Regions from separate parts of the Anas platyrhynchos genome. Here region 1 is linked to region 2. A link is a contact called in public Hi-C data. All regions are on one chromosome and are shown on one strand. Each heading gives the region's core, a stretch centred on a gene start, on an enhancer-like site or on the middle of the called end of the contact. The rest is flanking DNA. Distances are from core to core; before and after follow the strand shown. Region 1 holds the start of ITPR1 (inositol 1,4,5-trisphosphate receptor type 1). Region 2 overlaps ITPR1 (inositol 1,4,5-trisphosphate receptor type 1).

Region 1 (3,081 bases), core at 411-2,910, 39 kb before region 2:
GGGCGGCTTCAGCTGGGAGTGCCCCAAGGCTTCCTGACGGGCACCGGCACCTCAGCAGCACCTGGCCGCGCAGCTCCGTGCGCTCAGAGCCCAGCTCCGGCAGCACGGCCGGGGCCGGGGCCGGGGCCGGGGCCGGGGCCGGAGCCGCTGCCCCCCGCTGCCCCCGCCGCTCACCGGCCCGCTCCTGCCGCTGCCGCTGCCCTGAGCCGCCGCGTAGCGCCGCGCCGCCGCCTCCCGCCCGCCGCCGCCGCGGCCGGCCCCGCAGCCGCAGGACCCGCCGGGAGCCGGAGCCGGATTCGAATCCGGAGCTGAATCCGGCTCCAGGTCCGGGTCCGCCCCCGCCGCCAGCAGCAGCGCCAGGACGAGGAGCAGCAGCCGCGGCAGCGCCCCGCAGCCACCGGGCGCAGCCATGTTGGGCGGCGTCACGTGCTGCTGCGGTCACGTGGTGGTCGCGTCTTAAAGGGGCCGCGCCTGGCTCCTGGTGCTGCCCCCCCTCAAATACCTGGGGGCTGCCTGGGGTCGGGGGCGCCCGGCGTCTCCTTGCCTCTTGCTGGGGCACCGCAGTTGTTGGAGGTTTGGGCGCTCCGCCACGGAAAGCTTTACGTTGTGGGGAAGCTGCTGCTCAGGGCTGTGCAGAATGGACCTACGTGCACCCTGTGGGGCAGCAGCTCCCTGCGCTTCACATCATGTTCCCTGCACAAACCAGGGCTGTGCAGCTCAAAGCAGGGGCAGAGCGAAGGAAACTTTTGGTTTTTTTTTGTACTGCTGGAAAGCAACACTACGCACTCCCGTGGGCCGCATGAAGTCTCAGTGCGTGCTGCAATCACAGCGCTGGGTGCTCCCAGTAGCTCTCAGCCGTCCCTTTTGCCCTGTGATGTACTTAAAAAAAACCCAAACAGACACAAACTTGGTAACAGCCTGCCCCAGCAGAGCCGTGGGGTTCCGGCTGTGCCGTTACAGAGCTCAGGGAAAGCAGCTCGTGTCCAGCCCGCTGGGGTATCTCGCCTACTGGTTCCCATCGCTTGCTTCCCTAGAACCCTTTTTTGCATCATTTCTGTACTTTCACCAGGAAGGTTTATGTTCCTGTATTGTCCTAGGAGACCAGACAAAGCCATTAAAATGTCCGGTTGCCCCTGAACAGCATCCGAGCTGCAGCTTGTGACCCTGAGGGCTCCCGAGAACTTTCTTTGGTGTCGTTTATTGACGGTGTCCGCGCTCCTAAGCCATTTCTTCACAGGCAGGACATCTCTTCCACACAGTTTAATTATTCTCCTTCCTGGTACTGAGTCCACCGTGCTTCAGAATTGCGAAACCGCTTTCACTGTCATCAAAATATCATAAAAACGGGAGATTTATCCACAATTATCCTCCCAGAGCCCTTAAACCTAGCGCTGTCGGCAGGAGGCCCTTCCCGGGCACAACCTCCCGGAGCTCTGCCCGGGCAGGGGCGCTCCGTGAGGGGGGGACACAGCCCCTGAGGGGAGAGGACAAGCGACATGATGGGGCTGGGGGGCGAAGCCACCTCAGCGGGACGGGACGGGGCAGGGCCGCGGGGCACGCCGGGAGTTGTAGTCCCGCGGGGCGCTCCGCTGCACGGCTCGCCTAGACGCCAGGACTACATTTCCCAGCAGCCCCCGCGGCGGTATATAAAGGCGGGGCGGCGCGGCGGGCGCGCAGTAACCATGCGGACGGGCCGCTGAGCGGCGGCAGCGGGGCGCGGGCTCCGTCCCTACGGCACCGGGCAGCGCCGCCGGCATGGGGCTGCCGCAGCGCCGCTAGCACGCCCCGGCCGGACACAGGTAGGGCCGGGGGAGGGCTCGGTAAGCACCGGGGGGGCGGGTGGCTCCGCTCCGGGCAGCGGGCACCGCCGGAGGCTGCTGTGAGGGAGCCGGCGTGGGGCTGGCAGCAGCCCCCGGGGGTCGCAGCAGGGTGCCGGGGGGGTGAATTCGGTGCTTTTGGGGTGTTTCTCGCGATGTGCTGTGTGTGGCAGGAGCGGGTGCTTGCTGCTCGGGTAGCCCTCCACCTGCTCGCCTGCTGCGAGGAGGGAGCAGCCCGGCTTCCTCCCGCTGGGGTTGGTAAATTAGGAAGGAAACAAACAGCCCGAGCACGGGGCTCGCCTCTGCAACCGTGGGGTGGAGCCTGGCGGTGGGAAAGAGCGTGTTTGGTCAAAGAATTGGTGCTCGCCTGCAGGGCTGGGGCGGGGGGAAGGCCCTGGTGGAGGCACTGGGCTCGGTGGTGCCCTCCTGGAGGCACTTGTTGGAGCCCCCAGGGGGGATGTGGGGACTGGCAAACAGGGGGTCAGCAGCAGTTGTGGCTCCTGATAGAAATGAGGGGTTAACAGGGCCTGGTGGCACTGCCTGTCCTCTCGCATCACCCCAAAGGATCAGTCTGTGGGGTGCATCAGGACCCCAAAGAATCAAGCCCAAGTGATGAGAGGGAACCCGAGGTGCTGGCTCCCCACAAGAGCTGTCACAGTGTAGAGCGAGCCCTGCAAATAGCTTGTGACACCGGGTCTTGGGCTCAGCCTTGCTGTAGAGGTAGTGCTGGATGGGTGCCAGGACGTGGCAGTGTGGGGGGCAGCCGGTCCCCCCCCAGAGTGTCAGAGTTTGGGTGAAACGTGCAGGTAAGATCGTGGCATTTCCCACATGTGTGCAAGAGGAGCAGCAACAGCCTGGTGCCTGCCCTGTACCAGCCAGTGGGGTCCTGAGGCCTGTGCTGGAAGCAGGAGCTCCTTCCAGTGCTTCCCGGGGGTACCTGGCTGCCATGGATGGTTTCGAAGCCAAACTTTTTCCAGCAGCCTCCCAGCAGGACCCAGGTCCTGGGGGCCGTGCGATGCGCCAGGTGCCGGGGCATGCCGGGAGCCCGCAGCGGCGCCACGCCATAAACACGAGAGTTGTAGTTGTAGGATTGTGCTGGAAGACGGGAGGAATCTGGGAATCCCGTGGGAGGTGGGACGAGGGTAGTGGCTCTGTAGTAGCTGGTAGACGGGCTGCTTGCTCGCCCGTGGGTGAGTGTGAGGGAAGGCAGCTTCGCCAAAGCAGCTTACAGGGACCAGAGGGGCTTAGAGCTGGAAGACGGCCT
Region 2 (2,829 bases), core at 90-2,589:
TCAGGTGAACATGCCCTGAGGGAGGCTTTGCGAGAAGGGCTTATTTTTATCTTGCTTATTTTTGAAGTCACCAGCCAGGACTCCAAACTGTTGCCCTTAGTGTAATGAAGGTGGAAAGCCTTCGCAGGAGCTGCTGTGTGGCTGTCACCAGGCTGACCAGTTCAGGCAGCACGAGGAGCGTTACGCACCAGCACTGCACATTTAGCAGCTCCCCGAGCTTCCCGTGCAGCCTGTGGATGGCTTGTGGTGAGAGCAAATGATGGTCTTGGGTGGGCTCTGAAATACTATACCTGCTTCTGCAAATCATTCCAGCTTCTCTGCTAACAGATGCTTGCAATTTGGGCAAGTTTTCCATTTTCTCTTATAATAATATTAACATACTACCCAGATGCTATTGAAACTCCCATTCAGCTTTTAATCAAGTTGCTAAAAAAATAATAATTCTGAGAGTATAATCTTTGAATGCAGCTTGATCTTTCCATGGTGCTTTGATGGAATCTGACTGGGGAGGGGGCACAAAAGGTGGGAAACCTGGTACCTTTTCAGCAGTTTTCTTGCTGATTTGGCTCTTCTTTTTTATCATTGTGGAAACAAGTGAAGGCACCCAACAGATGTTCTGGATTTATCACGGCTTCTCAAGAATTTCCCTGAAATGCCAGTTGTACGCTGGATTCTTCTGATCAATCTTAATGATAATAAAACATACACCCAACGAGGCAAATGTGTTGATGTGATTGCAGTCGATGCTATAAACTCCGGAGGTGTGAGGAAGGTCTGTCTTGCCACCAAGCAATTTTTGTGGCTCCAAAGTATTTCCCAGCCTAGGAACAAGGAGAGGAGAAATGTACCTCTCCTTCCCCAATGTTTTTGAAATTCCTGAACAATTTTACAACTTAGTCCAAGTAGTAAAGACCAGAGGGAAACGTTGAGTAGTTTTTTGCCATTCTTACAATTGCCTGCCTGCCTTTCCCCTCTGCCAAAACCCGAGGTTTTTCTGGGCACAAAATCAAGACCTCTGGCGTTGGTAATTCCAGGGTTTTTATGCTGACCCTGGCTGTGGGGGATGAAGTCTGGATTCCTGACTTGTAAGTACTCTGATAACCACCCGGCCGTGGTTTCAGGCCACTACAGAAAGCTGTCAGCTCTCCCACCAGGGGTAGAAGGGATTGCAGCTGGAGTAACCTGGCTGGCAGGTTTCTCTCCTGAATCCCCAAACACTTGGGAACATGGGATCTTCTGTGTTTCTAGCATCCTTTCCTTACTCCTCTGTGCTGCTGGTACGTGCTGGTAAGCAGGCATTCCTGGCATAGTTCAGTGAGCTGCAGGTGGCAGAGCCCCTGTGGGATCCCGACAGCGAGAAGGGGTGTGTGGCTGCAGGGCCCAGCCGTGCACCAAGCCCCTTTCCTGAAGGCAGCTGCTGGCAAATGAACAAAATTTAGCCTGGAAACATGGGGGTGCATTTTAAGACGTGTCTGTATAACTGCATTCATTACCCGTGTGCGTGATGAGGTAATACACGGTTACACAGCCGCCTTTTGCCTGCAGGACTTTGCTCAGCGTGTGCCTGACGCCGTGTCCTCAATCAGCAGCTCCAGGGGTTTTATTTTCCTGCTGACGCAGTGTGCGGCTCTGACGTCCTTCCCATATATCGTGAAGATCTGAAAACAAAATGCATTCCTTCATGGCTAAAGTTCAGCGAGCGCTGCTTGGGATGATGAGATTACGTTGCAGTGACGGCTTTTATTTATCAGCTTTCCCCTGAATCCGTGAGCAGAGCAGGGAGCGGGATGTTTCGGCTGCTGGCAAGTCAACTTCTTCATCTCGGGTCTGTTAGAAACGGAGAGACCCTCCCTACGTACCATGTCTGACGAGTGCTTGGTCTGTCTTACACAGCCGGCACTTCTGTGGGTTGCAGACTTGTGACCGTGGTGGTGCTCAGCTAGCACGCAGTTGCGTGTTGATTTCTGTGAAGATAGAAGCCCGTGGAACATGGAGATCCAAGAGCTTTCTGGCCATGGGTTTGAGCCGTGGTAAAATGCACGCTGTGCTAACCAGCCTCGGGTGGTCGTGGTAAGGGGAATGGCACACGAGGCTGAGTTCTCCTCAGCCACTTGAGAAACAGATTTCCTAATACTTGTTTTAGGAATTTTGGGTGCATTTTATTGTTTGTTTTTAGATTTGTAGTCTTCTAACTAAGAAGAAAACCTAAGAAAACCATGTCATATTTTCCCCCGTTGCATTGAAGAAGGTCAAGCACTTGTAGTCCTTTTCCTTCATGCTCCAGGGAAGAGAGGGGGCACCTCTCCTTGTACAAGTTGAGCCTGACTTGGAAACTTTCTTGACTGAAAAGGCTGGAAAAAACACACTTGCACTGTGACTAAATCTAGCATACAATTAATTCTTCTGTGCAGCTCTGTGTGTTAATTGCTGTCAGTGTGAACTGATGGTTTAAGCAAAAATAGAAAATTTGATAACTGCTGCGTTGCTTACAATGCATCCTCCGAAAGTGCAGGGCTGCGGTGGCTTTTTGAATCCCGTTCCGTGCTGTCAATCTCGGTGAATCATCCTCCTGTAAATGAAAAGAGTGTTGAAGAGAGCATACCTGGAAAGTGTGGTTCGTTTTCCACTTCTCCTAGTTGTTCAGAAGCCCTAAGCTGGCAGTGCCAAGCAGAGGACGTGTCTCGGGACAGATGCACTTGAAGCCCTGCCCCAGCTGAGGCTGGTGCTGGTTTGGAACAAGCGAGCAGCCGGTTGGCACTCAGTGGCTCCCTGCGGGATGAAAGACAAATCTGCCACTGGTGCTTCACCCCCTTAGAGGCGTATTTAATT

What was found. A called contact is a pair of places that touch in the nucleus more often than the background predicts.
Region 1: a contact with region 2 is called in a Hi-C map of F5 follicle, with 1.7 times the contacts expected there. The contact joins the promoter of ITPR1 here to the enhancer-like site in region 2. A contact is called at or near these places in 4 of 8 Hi-C or Micro-C datasets (F5 follicle, liver, skeletal muscle and 1 more).

The regions. Positions count from the first base shown.
Region 1 is chr13:2,007,632-2,010,712 of IASCAAS_PekinDuck_T2T, reverse strand. ITPR1 (inositol 1,4,5-trisphosphate receptor type 1) reads left to right here and starts at 1,660. Exons shown (of 57, transcript XM_072044593.1): 1 at 1,660-1,799. SUMF1 (sulfatase modifying factor 1) reads right to left here and starts at 1,334. Exons shown (of 9, transcript XM_027467552.3): 1 at 503-1,334.
Region 2 is chr13:1,968,266-1,971,094 of IASCAAS_PekinDuck_T2T, reverse strand. All of the region lies in intron 3 of ITPR1 (inositol 1,4,5-trisphosphate receptor type 1), which reads left to right. Among named protein-coding and RNA genes, the nearest start is that of ITPR1, 39 kb to the left of the region's middle. Within about 2 kb of position 1,339, at least 3 of the 8 cell types and tissues checked have an H3K27ac peak or open chromatin away from gene starts, as enhancers often do. A contact at or near this core is called in F5 follicle, where this site is marked.